Regions from separate parts of the Anser cygnoides genome. Here region 1 is linked to region 2. A link is a contact called in public Hi-C data. All regions are on one chromosome and are shown on one strand. The core of a region is the stretch at or near the end of the contact, and the rest is flanking DNA. Distances in the headings are between cores, read along the strand shown.

Region 1 (6,677 bases), core at 1,827-4,326, 120 kb after region 2:
TCCAGGCAGATTTCCTCAAGCAGTTGCAGAAATGGCTTCTGGTAATGACTTAAACCTAGGGGGAAACACATAAATGGAAAGGAAAACATCTCTTTTCCCTTTGCCTTTTTATCCTTTGCTCACCACCCTGATCTGGCTGAGATGGGCTCCACAGTCTATAACAACATCAAGATACTAAAGGTCTTAGTTTGGCTCAGTGAATAGATGTCCCCTAAGTAAATCCTTGGGACTTTCTGGTTGCTTTATTATAGCATTCCTTGGCTACCCTTGGAGGCATAAAATTACTTCTGTGGAGAGAAGGCAAGTTATAGGTTTCCTTGTGCTAGTAAGGATAATTTCTTGGGAAGAAAGACTGCTGATCAACACATGCTGGTATGAGACTGGCAGTTTTGTCAGTCAAATATGATGGCAAGGCTGGAGCTTGGGGTAAAGGTGGGGCTGATGCTGCCGCTGATGGCAAAGGTAGCTGTCAAGGACCATTCATCCCCTGCATTTTCCCAAACCACTTGTATTAACTCCTTGATGTCGACTTTTTGTCTGGTTTGAAGAAATCTGCTGGGATCTCCAGGGCTTTCTCCAACAACCTCTCTGCTGTCTCTGTGTAGAAGTTGGCAGACTGCCTGCATCAAGATAGTTCCATGCAATCCTCAGCACACATCACAACACAGCAGTGCAGTGGCTGTGCTAAGGCAGGCCAAAAGACCATACTTAATTTCTTGTCATGGAAGCTCAGATCCACATCTCTGTCCTTCTTATCACTTTTTGTGCACTTGTTCTCATTCTACTTGTCTTTTTTTATTTTTATTTTATTTTAATTTTATTTTAATAAGACCCATGCTTCAAGACATTTATAGTAGTCTAGTCTTTTTTTTCAGTTCACAAAACTTTTTGCTTCACAAACTTGACTTGACAAAATAAATAAGTAATAATAAAACAAAAAAAATCAGCACGGATCAGATTTCTGTGATCTAGCTCAGATATATGCAAGTCGGATGTCAAAACCCTTTATTGCAAAGGGACCTGCAGTAAAAAATAGCAGTCCTCTCCTGGTGATGATTCCTTTCAGGTCTAGTTAGGGATCACAACAGGACAGATGAATCACTCTCTGTAAGAGTTTATTTTTCTCCTCAGGTTGCCTTCCTCAGCCTGGATGAGGCTGAGGCATGCTGTCAATTTATATCTTGCTGAATAAGGTCTGCTCAAACGCAATTTTTCTTCCTTTCTGCCCCTTTGATTTCCAGCAGGGGGCTGCTCCATCATTCTGCATTCCTCCTTCAGTGGGATGACAGACCCTCAGCTCTAGCTGGCAGATTCCCCCCTTACATTTCATCAGTTTTGGAGCTAAATTTTCCTCTCAGTCCAACTCTTCCTCCCCTTCTTTCCCAGGACTGCCAACAAACCTGCCTTTCCTCCCCCTTCCTCCCAAGTCCTTCTTCACCAGCCTGCGCCCTGCGTTTCCAGGCTCTCACATGGGAAACAGGGAGATGAATCGTTTCTTCTATTTGCCCTTCTCAGGACTGTTTCTCTCAGCAAGAGAGGTGCCGGGTGAGGGCTCCCAGCATTATATCATCCAGTCACCTCCTTTCTGGGGCACGGTAGGGAGTGGGGTGGCCCCCGTGAATCCATTTCAGCCTCCTCTCAAAGCAAGGTCACCGACTGAGGACCTGTCTTGGCAAACACTATCCATTACAGAGACTAATAAACAAGCCCTCTTGCATGCAGGCTGTTTTACAGAGGGGCTGGAAGAGAGAAGAAGAGAGATTGTTTTCCAAGCCCTGCAGTGATCCCAGGTTTGATAAACCCACTCTTTTCTTTTCCTCCCCCTCCCTCGCTTCCCAGGAGGACAACTTAAGCATTTATGAATGCAAATGTTTCTTGGGTCAAAAGCAGGTCAGAAAATGCTGTGCAGACAGGATAACACATCCTCTGTTCCACCAGGGCACGTACTGTAACACAGAAAAATGCTGCCTGTGCCCCTTAAGCTCTGTTCTCACCCTCCCTTCCTGCCCCCTCCCTCCTCCTCCAGCTCCTGGCCCGTGGAGAATTTGGCTTTCTGAAGTCACGAAAGCTGAAACAATCAATATCAGACTGATCTGCTGAGAGCAGCCCTGGGACTGTGTTTCTAAAAATGGCTGGGTTATATAACAGTTTTTTTATTTTTTTATTTTTTTTTTAGGAGGAAGTCACAGATGTAAAAACACCATCAAAAGCTGAGGATGTGTTCTCATCGGCCAGGGCTCCCTGTGAAGGCAGGCAGGTTTCTCAGGAAACGCACGAACCCACAAGGAGCCCTCTGTGATGACATTGACATGGACTTGGTGCCAATGGTCTTTGAAAGAGAAAACACAGTCCTCAGCTTCTCGAGGCATGGTGCCTCGTGCAGACCATGGACCAGGCTGAGACCTTGCTTTGGCTCCTCAGTCACCTGCATAAAGGCCTCTTGAAGCCACTGGGGATCATTTTGAGCCCGATTTCCCAGACTTTCCCAACTTAGTGTAGGTCTGGTGACTCTGGACAGGGAGAAGTTTGAGCTTCCTTCCATGTCCCTTGGAGAAGTCCAAGCCTCCTTCCATCTCTTTTGGAGAAGTCCAAGCCTCCTTCCATGTCTCTTGGAGAAGTCCAAGCCTCCTTCCATCTCTTCTGGCTTCCGCAGCAGTCCTGGTGACAAAATGGGATCCCTTTGCTGTGTGAATGGTGCTGTGAGCTCTAGAAGATACACACTGCTTGTGTTGAAGCATGAATCCAGGGAAAGTCCTCCAGACCCACGCCGGTGTCCCTGCCTTCACGGCACGGCCTGAGCACACCCCTGCATCCATCCACCCTTCTGGTTGCCATAGGGATGATGGCATCTTACCCACTAATCGGTCCTCGTGACAGTCCTTTTCCAGGTCACGGAGAGGGAAAAGCCGATTTCCATCACCGTGGGGGGATCGATGGCAGCGGGGAGCGCGCATCCACCCTTCCCTGATGCACGCAGCAAGGTCACTTATCAGCGGCTGGCACCCGGCCCCACACTCAGCAATTCACACAGGTTCTCCAATGAAACACAAGCAGGCTCTGAGCAGGATCGCAGTGTATTTATACATTAGTTATTCTTTTACCCCGGGTCACCCACAGCCTCCTGATCTGTAAGTACCCATCCTATTTATATACCGACTGCCACTCTGAGCAGTGCTGTCCCGACCTGGCTGCCCTCCTTACTGGAGATAATGATTAGATAATCTAACTGATCACCTTGCTTCCTGCTGGTAAGGCTCAGAAATTTATTTAAGCACCGGCAGCTGGAAGGGCATCGTTAATTTTCACCCCTAGTGATGCTTTAAGAACCACTTTGTAGGTAACCCAAGAAATCCAAATCCTTCCTCGTTTGCTTTCTGCTGAGCAATAGCTGGCACAGGGCACGCTGCTCTGGGGACAGAGGGGGCCACGCTCGGTGGAGAAGAAAGGTGACTCCTGGTATAGGGACTTCTGGACCAAATTCAACTCTTGACATCAGTGGAAAAGCTTGTCCAGCCTGGACTGCACTTGGCACTGCCCTGAACCAAAGTAACCTCCGGAATAGCATCGGTGGCTTAGAAAAAGGTGGCATGGAAATAATATTTAAAACTTCATGGAACTAATTATGATCATCTTTAGAGATGAGGCTGGCAGGGGAAAACCTTGTTCTGGTGCATGAGGAGGTTAAATTAAAGTTCCCCAAGCAGCTCCCTTTGCATCTGGCAGCTCCCAACACTCCCAACCTGAAAGTTCCCTGAGCAAATTTATCTGGTGGAAAATACAAGAAAATAAGCCATACTTTACCATGTAGGCACATAGTAGCTTTATTTGCAGCACTCATGGTCTTTATAAAGAAAAGGATAATCAAATGCAGTTCAGTGGGTGTATTTCTATTAAAACTCATGTGCCTGCAACTGTCTGGGTTAGAACACGCACAGGCTGACTGTAATTCCTCTCCAAATGAGGTCATTTGAAACGATACAACAATCATTACTAATGCTGCTGCATCATGCTGGGCTGTCAGATAGATCCCAGGGCTTTAATGCGATCCTATATATATATTTACACAGTTGCCCATACTTCTTTAATTAGGAGATGCAAATGCCAGTCAGAGACAAAGCAGAAAATGCCAACAAAGGCAAATCATGCTTCCGTTCGCTGCTGACAAGATACAGCGGCATCAGCTATTTCTTTCGGGGTTGTGTTTGGCTCTGTTAAATCCTATTGATTCGTGACAGTAAATTGTCTGGAGTGCTGTGATTTTCCAGGGGAGGCAGAGGGGTAAGGCTGGAGGGTTGAGTCTATACCCACATTGGGGGCTGCACTAGAGGCATGTGAGACTACTGCCCAGACTGGGAAAACTCAGGGTCTCAGACAGATTTTTGGATAAGCTGGCACGGGCCAAGCTGGGGGTGGCTGTCCTTGCTTGATCTGGGTGAAAAATTATTGGTTTTGCAGCTGGGCAGAGAAGAGGGCATGAGTGGTGGTGAGTGCAGTGCCACCCAGCCTGTCCAAAGCACAGTGTGGACGTGCAGCATGGGGATGCAGCAATCAGTCTGGATGGAATGTGCTTCAGAGCAGCTGATCCTGACCTCGTGTCTTCTCTTGGCAGGGCATACCCGGTGGTCTGCAGCATGTAGTGGTGGGAAAAGTCCGAAATTTGTATTGGGAGGGGTTCGGTTTTCCATTGTTTGCTGTGAAAATGGGAAAGAAGGGAAGAACTGAACTCTAGGGCATCCAGGCAGCAACCTGCAGGCAGGATTGACCCTGGTCCTGATGCTGAGCACCTCTGAGCTTCGAGATAGTTTGGAGCTGGAGACAAACCCCATTGTTCTGACAGTCCTGGGTCTCCTTTTCCTCTGTGATGTCTCTAGCAGCATTGGCTGGGATGGAGTGAAGGAGAAACCCTTGAAGGAAACTGCACAGACCTTGCCCAAAGTGGTTGGGTCTGATCAAGCCACAGCACAGGGCTTTGCAGACCTCCTGGGCTGGACCACGTTAACTGGGCATCACGGCCCTTCTGCAGAGGGTCTGGCAGCCAGAGGAGAAACAAGAGGGGGAGATGGGGCACAGGCCACAATGCTCACAGCCAGATGCTCACCCAGAAAGCATCCATCTGTGCCACCAGGAGAAAGTGAGCCCCTGTAAGCATCAAGCAAGAGAGCAAACCGCCTCACAGCCATCTTGTGAGAAGAGGTATGTTCAGAGAGGCATGAGAAAAACATGCTCCAGCCCAAGAGATTGAGCTTGCCTGGCAAAATCTCTGGTGCAGAGGCAATTAGGTTAGCAGTGCTTGTGTTGGCCTAGTTTATATCCTCGTAAAGAGGCAGCAGAATTACCTCAGCAGCTAAAAAACCTTTGTCAGCGTATGCTGTCTCTACAGGTCTGCGCTCCCCAGGCGGGTGGGAGGTGAGGGTGCGGTAATGGGTGGGCAGCAGCTCTGCTGGCCATCTGGGTCCCTCTCTGAAGCCCCTCACAGTGCCTCAGACCAGCACACATCATGTCCCTGTCCACTCTGGGCTGTGGCTGTCCCAGCCTGTATTGAGAGCCATCGCTGTCCCAGCAATGTCCTCTGGTGTAGACACGTCCTGCAGGTGCAGTACCTGGAGTTGCAATTGTGGCTTCATGGACTAGAGAAGGAGGTTGATACAAGATGACCTTATCAACATTTAGGGCATTCCCGGTGCTCCCGTTTACCATTGCTCTCCCTAGAAAACTGCCCTTATGCCTTTAGGAGCAGAGTGGCCAAGCGCAGGGACTGACTACAGGGCTGTGCACGCACAAGTTGCATGTACTATGGCAGCACACTATTGGAAAACTATGGAAACTATCTGAAAGTTCAGCATAATTTTGCTCCAGAACTAAAGAAAAAAAGTAAAATCACTAACTATCACAACCCTGATTTGGTTCTGAAGTAGGATACAAAGTGAGAGCTTTGCAGTTAAAAATATCATGCCTCCATCCCTTGGCCTAGAAGGCTAACCTATCTCACAGCTCTAGGATGCTCATATTCCTCTCCATGGAGCACCTCAAAAAAAAAGAAAGACTAAACAGGCATGCTTCTACTTTCTCATGGTACTTTCTGCATGGTGGTTAAAATAAATATCGCTGATTAACCACAGAAATGCTTCTTCTGCCCAATCAGAGCACAAAACTTGGCTGCAAGAGGAGAATTTAACCAGAAGTCTAGTGTAGACAAGCCCTCAGTGCGGAGGCTTAACCAGCCACCTCACAGCCTTGAGAGGCCCATAGGCATGGAGAGATCGATACCGTGAGTCCTGTGACCCCCTCATTAATGAAAGAGCAGCCAAACCTCAATTCCCAAGCAGCAGCTCACCTGACGAGCCAGTCAGGCAGTTTCCATTTCAAGGCACAAGGGGTGCATTGCATTTTTTTTTTTTTTCACTCTGGGAGTATTTATGCAAATTATCATGCCTCCGTGAACCCTGGCTGAATTTTCTGCCAGCCTGAGATTTATCACCCCTTTAATTTTCTCGTCGAACATATAAACTCTGAAGTTTGCAAGCTTGTTTCTTCACTCTCAGAGAAGTTGGTGTCATTCTCTTGAAACTGAGTCGAATCCTGAAGCATTCGGTTGTGCCTAATCCCCAGTGAGGTTTAGTTTGAAGCAATACTACGGGGATATAGTGCGGTACCCAATAGGAGGTTAGGAGGAGAGA
Region 2 (7,071 bases), core at 2,924-5,423:
GCTTGGAGGTGATGAGATGCCCAGGAGTGCAGAAGACCATTCAAAGTACGTGTGCACGGTGCATTTATATTGAGTATGTTTTCTGCTTTTTAAAAAATATATATTTGTTTTTAATTTTAATATTTCCAGCAGCCTGTTTGCTTTATTGCCTCCTTCAGAGCACTGAGTTGGCATTTCTAGCAAATTATCCACAATGAATGCAGCATCTCTTTCCTTAATGGCAGCAGCTGATTTAGAGCCTGCCGCTGTGTGTTTTGTTAGTGCTATTTTCTCTTGCGTGCATTGCTTTGCATTCATTAACATTGGGTCCCATCTGCCATCTCATCACCCAGCCAGAGCTCTGCCATCCTTCTGCAACTTCGTGCTTTCAGCTTTTGGCTGATTACCGTGAATCATTTGGGATCCACAGCGCATTTTAGCACCTTTGCTGTTCCCCTTTTGCAGGTTGCTGGTCAGGATGTTGAGGAGTCTCTGCTACTTGCTTCTCCCAGTGTGAAAATAAAGTGTTTATCCATCGCCTTTTGGTCCTGCGTTATGTGGGACCTCAACATTTTGCAGCATGGTGAGATTACTCTACCTGCCTACCGCCACTCTGTGCCTTCCTGAAATTAATGAGGTGGATTTTGTTGGCTGCTTCAGGTGTATACAAGTATGCTGTGGGTATTCTTGCAAAGAGGAACAGATACATTTTGATCCATGCTGAATGCACTTTCCAGACTTACTTAACCAAGAGCTGTTTTTCTTCTGATTTATCTGATTCATTGCTTTAGTAGCTAGTTATTTATAGGTCTAATAATTTAGTCATTGCCCTCCGTGTTGTGACTTGTTCCCAGTCTGCCTAGCATGAATTGAAATCTCCCATCATGATCCTGTTTTCTACCTTTGCAGGCTCTAATCTTTTTAACTTTTCCCAACGACTTTCATGCTGTGATATTGCTCTTTGCTGGTTGGTGAGTTGTTCTAATCCACAGTGATTTTTCTCAGAACCTTTTGATGCAATTAACTATTTGATTCCTTCCTTCAGCATAAGATACCGTCCTTTTCTCAATGGGATTTTATCACCATAAAATTGGTATTCAAGCATCCTGCTGATTTTCTTTCCTTCACAAAGTTACAGAAATGTGTACCATATCAATCCCTTCCTTTAAAATGCAGGCATTTCTAGGGCAAGCAACAGGAGGAAGACACTTGGGAGATCCTCCATAAATAAACTGAAGAACATTTTTTCTTACATTTAAGAAGCTTTCACTGTTATTATTAAAATAGATCCATCTGGAAATGTACTGCCTAGAAAGATTCGCTTAGTAGGGGCCAGCATAACTAGGAGGGGAAGAGGCTGGTGTAGCCCAGAACTTGGAATCAAATCTGCTCGATTTAGCAGCATTACTTACTGGCACCTTTTTTCTTCACCACGAGGAAATTGCACAGTAGCACAGTCAGAAGCAATGCTGGAGATAAGGGCTTTCTGATTAATAAAGAGATAGTGCTTGTAGTATTTTGAGGTTGAAGTGACAATGCTATTTGCTTTGAGGTTTTGCTTTGTTTTGCAGACAGGGTTGCATGTTTATTTATTTCCACTGCTTTATCATGTGGTGCAAGTGGCTGCAGTTCTTGGAAATCTCAGCTCATCCAATCTGACACTGCCTGGTATGAGCTGGAGATCCCTCTGCCCATTATAAGCCAAAAAGAAGATTCTTGCTACTGTAAAAAAGGCGGCTTTGGATAATTAGCAAATGGCTTTGGGGTGAGCTACCTGGAAAAAATGGGAAATTGGTGTGGTTGGATGAACTCTAGGCTTGGACAGATACAGAATTTTAGGGACTGTCTGGGAAAACAAATGCTATCGATACTTCTAACAGCCAAATGCTGTGCAAAAACACAATTACTCAGCAACCTCAGCATTAGTGGCAGTTACAGCACTGTGAAATGGTAACAAACATGTATGAATAATAGATGGGGATGTCTGAAACGCACTTGATGTGAAATGAGTGTAAGTTTTCTTTCTTCCTAACTCTTTCACTACAACCGTGTTGTCAAACTCATATTATTCTCTCCATTTTTATTTTCCAGAAATTAAGATGAGCTTGGTAAGTAACTGGAAATGCTGAATGCCCGGGGAGACAAGCTGACAGATTACTCATTCAGTAAGTTACTAAAGTTTTCTTAAGGAGTTAGAAATAGAGGATAGAAATGTGATATCTTGTACAGGGAAAATACAGCGACCAAATACAGCGAACGAATACAGGAACGAATATAATTCTGCCCTCTGCTGACCAAATCCTAAATCTGCTTCAAACTCCAGTGCAGCCCCAACAAAATAAGGGTCAGTGGTATCTTGTGACATTGCTGAGGCATACTGCCACGCAAGACTCCATTTCCCAGAGACCTCACAATTCAGAAAAAAGAAAAAAAAAAGATTATTTCTTCTCTCCTCAGCTGTGACAGGGGCTCCATGCATGACATGGAGTGAAAACCTTGGTGCCCCAGATGATTATTCAGATTCTGAATGCAGAACTGACGTGAGTTTGGGGATTGCTGTTGCCATTGGGATTTTAGCGGCTTTCTTCGTGTAAACTATGCAGAGCATCCAACAGTGTTTGTTGGTTGGTGTTGCCAAAATAAAGTTTAGTTTGTGTTTATGGTTGTTTCTCTGTGTTTGTCCCTATTTCCATGGTTTCACACGCCTTCTTTAGAGGGTTATTGCAGGGATCATTGTAGAGATCTGCCCAATGTCACATGTAGATGGTGGGATGAATGACTCCCATCTCCATTTAGCAGAACTGGAAGCTGTGCAAACCAAAAGGAATTTGGGTTTCTTTGGGACTGAGGATGCTGTGAGCCCAAACTTCACGCCTGTGATGACAAACAGGGCGTGAGTTCCTTGCAAAACTCCTCCCAAAATTCCACTTGGCTGCATCCTACCCTGTCCTGCTTGCAAAACGGACGTGCCATGAAGTCAGGTGTATATGTTCTGGCATGTATGCAACCTGAGCGCGTACTGTCTGACATGTATGCCATCGGTATGTTTTCAGGAGCACCTGGGGGGCCCGAGGGCTGCACAAGCCATCGCTGCCTTCTCCACCTGCTGACATCTCCAGGCAGTCCTGCCCACGCCAGAAACTTCACAAACACTGTTTGTATTGCTGTTTATGTCAGATTTTGCACTGGAGGCACCACAGTCTGCAGTTGGGTGCTCCACTGGGGGTCTGGCACCTTAATTAAAAAGCATTATCTGGTCACAGGGGGAGGTCAGAAATGGCAGCAATTTCCCTCCTTCCCCCATCACAACACAGTCTCCCCAAGCCCACAACTCCCAGCGTTGAGCAGGGCTGGGGTCTCCCTCCCCAGTGCCATACTGGTGACTACTGGGAAGTTCAACATGGCTAAGTGCTGGGTCCTGCACTTTGGCCACAACAACCCCACGCAGCGCTACAGGCTTGGGGCAGAGTGGCTGGAAAGCTGTGCCGAGGAAAAGGACCTGGGGGTGCTGACTGATGCTTTCCTGAACATGAGCCAGCAGTGTGCCCAGGTGGCCAAGAAGGCCAACGGCATCCTGGCTTATATCAGGAGTAGTGCGGCCAGCAGGACCAGGGAGGTGATCATCCCCCTGTACTCTGCTTTGGTGAGGCCGCACCTCGAGTACTGTGTTCAGTTTTGGGCCCCTCACTACAAGAAGGACATCGAGGCCCTGGAGCGTATCCAGAGAAAAGCTACAAAGCTGGTGAAGGGCCTGGAACACAAGTACTGTGAGGAGCGGCTGAGGGAACTGGGGGTGTTTGGTCTGGAGAAGAGGAGGCTCAGGGCAGACCTCATTGCTCTCTGCAGCTACCTGAAAGGAAGGCGTGGGGAGCTGGGGGTCGGCCTCTTCTCACAGCTAACCAGTGATAGGACCAGAGGGAATGGCCTCAAGTTGTGCCAGGGGAAGTTCAGGTTGGAAACGAGGAGACATTTCTTCTCAGAAAGAGCAGTCAGGCACTGGGACGGGTTGCCCAGGGTGGTGGTGGAGTCACCGTCCCTGGGGGTGTTCAAGGAAAGGTTGGACGTGGTGCTTAGGGACATGGTTTGTGGGTGATATTGGTGGTAGGGGGATGGTTAGACCAGGTGATCTTGTAGGTCCTTTCCAACCTTAATGACTCCATATTCTAACTGGGATTTGGGGAAACACCGCGGCGGGGAGGGAGGGAAACGTGATGGCGGCCGCTCCCTCCTCCCGCCGCCAGGGGGCTGTAAAATGGCGGCGGGGCGGGCGGCGGGGCGCAGGCGCGGCCGCCCTGGGGGGAGCCGCTTCCCGGCTGCCTCAGCGGCCGGCTAATGGCGGCGCCGTGACGGGTGAGCGGCGGCGGGCGGGCCCCGGCCGGTTCTGCATGGCTTGGGAGGCCGCCTTCGGGCTCCGGGGATGCGAGGAGGGAAGGGAGGGCGTTGGGTGAGGTGGGACGAGGGCGGCCGGCACCCTCCGGCTGCTCCCCTCGGGGGGGGGGGGGGTGTAGGCCTGTGGGGGGGGGTGTCCCTCAGGCCTCGGCCCCTGTGTGGGCAGAAGCAGCAGGCTGCTTTTTTGTGTTATCGTGGTTATGGTGCCTCTGCTTGGTTCTCTGCCCCCTGTTTGGCACCATCTCCGCTTCCCTGTGGCAGGCAGGAGTTCAGTTAGTGCCTTGTTTTCAGCCTGTTCCCATGTGCATCAAAATGTGTCCCCTATGTGTACCCCTGCCTGTGCCCATGTTTATAATAACCCCAGTAATCCTGCCTTTTCCGTAGAATGGGTTATTTTCTTGGTGAATTGTGTTTTACTGAGCCCTGATTGTTCCCATTCCCCAGCAGGATGAAATCTGCATTTTCTCTTTTTTTTTTTTTTTTTTTAAATTTTTGCTGAGCATGTCCCCCTTTGGGATTACTGTCTCCTGCATCTAAGACTTTTCACATAAATTTAAACACATCTAAGAGAGACCTATATCTGAGCAGGTTGCCTGAAACATAACTATCTGTCACGTCTGTGGGAGCAAGGCCTTATTCTAATGAGTCTGTAACGTTTCACTGCAGAACATTTATCAGTAATGTTCGTTCCTGCAGTAAAGTAAAAAGTTAAAGCTTTTGACTGGAGAGGGACTGTAATCCAGGGCTAACAGAGGCTAAATAATTGCCTTACAGATTGTTCCACAGGTAATAGACTTCTGTTTACATTCACATTTTCTCTTCTTCCTTTCATGTTAGGCACAGTATCAGACAAAGTGATGTATTTCATGTCACGTCACTGATGTTGTTACTTAGCTAATTTATATATATAAATATATATATATATTTCTGTGTCTGTTCAATGTATTTGTTAGGCCTTTACATGCTGTGAAAATAGTTACTTAAAAATAATTTGACAAAGAATGCTCTGGCAAGTATAATTGTTATAAGAAAGATATTCTTTTTCAGCCTACACTGATGCAAAAAGTAGTGATGTTTACAAAGATGATTGGAACGTTGATATGTTTGTGCAGATAACTTCAGTGTCAGAGACAGGAGTTATTTTGTTATTTGGATCTGAAAGTCTTGCAGTTTGTGTAGTACTTGATGTTGGATTCTGTGGGCAACCTCCAAATGTTGGCATGGACTACAGTGTAGCTTCAGAACTTGAAATGATTGGTATCTAAAGCTACAAATGTAATTTTGGAAAGTTTCTGGCACCTGTTAACATTTGAAGAGTATTCATTACCTTTTTGAAAAAGTTATTTTTGCACAGCCTTACTTAATAGGCTGTATGTTTGCTACTAAGCAGAAAAATGTTATCGCTTGGAATTCTCTCTGGCTTGGAAAAAAAGATTTAAAAATACGTTGTACAGACATATCCATAGTAGTAGCAACTATGTACTGGGTGTAAGATTCATTAAATAATCTGACATATATTTTTGTTTTGTAGCTTTAAATTGAAGAGAAAATGTCACTTTATGATGATTTGGGAGTTGAGACCAGCGATTCCAAGACAGAAGGCTGGTCCAAAAATTTCAAACTACTGCAGTCTCAATTGCAGGTGAAGAAGGCAGCTCTCACTCAAGCAAAGGTATAGTACCTTCGTAATTTTGCTTTCTATTATTAAAACATCTTTTAATAGAAGTTTTTGACCTTAGGATAGATTTGGGGTAATTTAGGATTTGTCTAACAGTTTGTAGCAAGGAGCCGGGGAAAACAAGATGTCTGTTTCTTGAAGTGTGTTCTAGGAAGTCTTGCAAGACTAAAATTGAACAAAGAAGTGATGTGTTTGCTGTGAGCCTCAAATCTTGTTACCTGGAGAGCCAAAAGTTCTCCTTAACTTTGAAGATAATGAAATTAAGCAGTTTTTTTTTTTTTCAGAGTAGGTAAGGGTCATACTGCACTTGATTGTTGTTAGTACTGGTTGTTGGTCATTCTTTGCATTTGTATCAATAGTTATTTACCTACTTGCCTCATTTTCTGCTTGTTGTTTTAAATGTGTTTAGGTACTAATGTGCAAATTGTTGTGCTTTAGAAATTTTTTCAGAAAATATACCAAGTATGCAAGAGAGAAAAGGAGTGCAAGCTGATTCCTTGAGCTTCAACTATGACAGAGCCATTTTCTTTTTATTGCTACAGTATTTCACCCAGTTTCTTTAAACAGTGTTAATTGTTTGGTTCATGTGAGACACATCTATGTTCTCTGTGGTCTGAAGGGTCAAGAGTGAGATTACTTAATTAAAAAAAGTAGTAGTGGTACAGATACAGAATAATTATCTAAGCATAGCATTTTTTTTTCTTTGCTGGAATTACTCCTAATTTATGGTGATAAAGTTGAGAGCAGGATTTTGTTAGTTGGAAGAGCCTGCATGAATGAGATCTGAAATGTCTAGTCTATTAGGTATTTTTTATAATAATAGTAATAGAAGAATAGAATAGGATTGGAAAATTGAAAATTCAAAATAGTTTGATACATTTTATTAGATGGAAAAATATGACAAACACTATAATTTTTCGTTAGAATAATTCTGAGCCCTTTCTTAAAAAAAGTCCACTGGGTTCAAACTGAACTGAAGAGAGATCACCTGAACTTCTGATACATGGTTTTGGTCCTAGTCCAAA

What was found. A called contact is a pair of places that touch in the nucleus more often than the background predicts.
Region 1: a Hi-C map of fetal liver shows a contact between it and region 2, with 2.6 times the contacts expected there. The contact joins the enhancer-like site here to the promoter of RBM17 in region 2. A contact is called at or near these places in 5 of 7 Hi-C or Micro-C datasets (fetal liver, granulosa cells and liver).

Annotation. Positions count from the first base shown.
Region 1 is chr1:4,108,250-4,114,926 of Taihu_goose_T2T_genome, forward strand. No RefSeq gene overlaps it. Among named protein-coding and RNA genes, the nearest start is that of PFKFB3, 90 kb to the left of the region's middle. Within about 2 kb of position 3,077, at least 1 of the 3 cell types and tissues checked has open chromatin away from gene starts, as enhancers often do. A contact at or near this core is called in fetal liver, where this site is marked.
Region 2 is chr1:3,989,433-3,996,503 of Taihu_goose_T2T_genome, forward strand. It overlaps RBM17 (RNA binding motif protein 17), which reads left to right and starts at 4,174. Exons shown (of 12, transcript XM_048062671.2): 1 at 4,174-4,329; 2 at 5,900-6,040. The coding sequence starts at 5,918.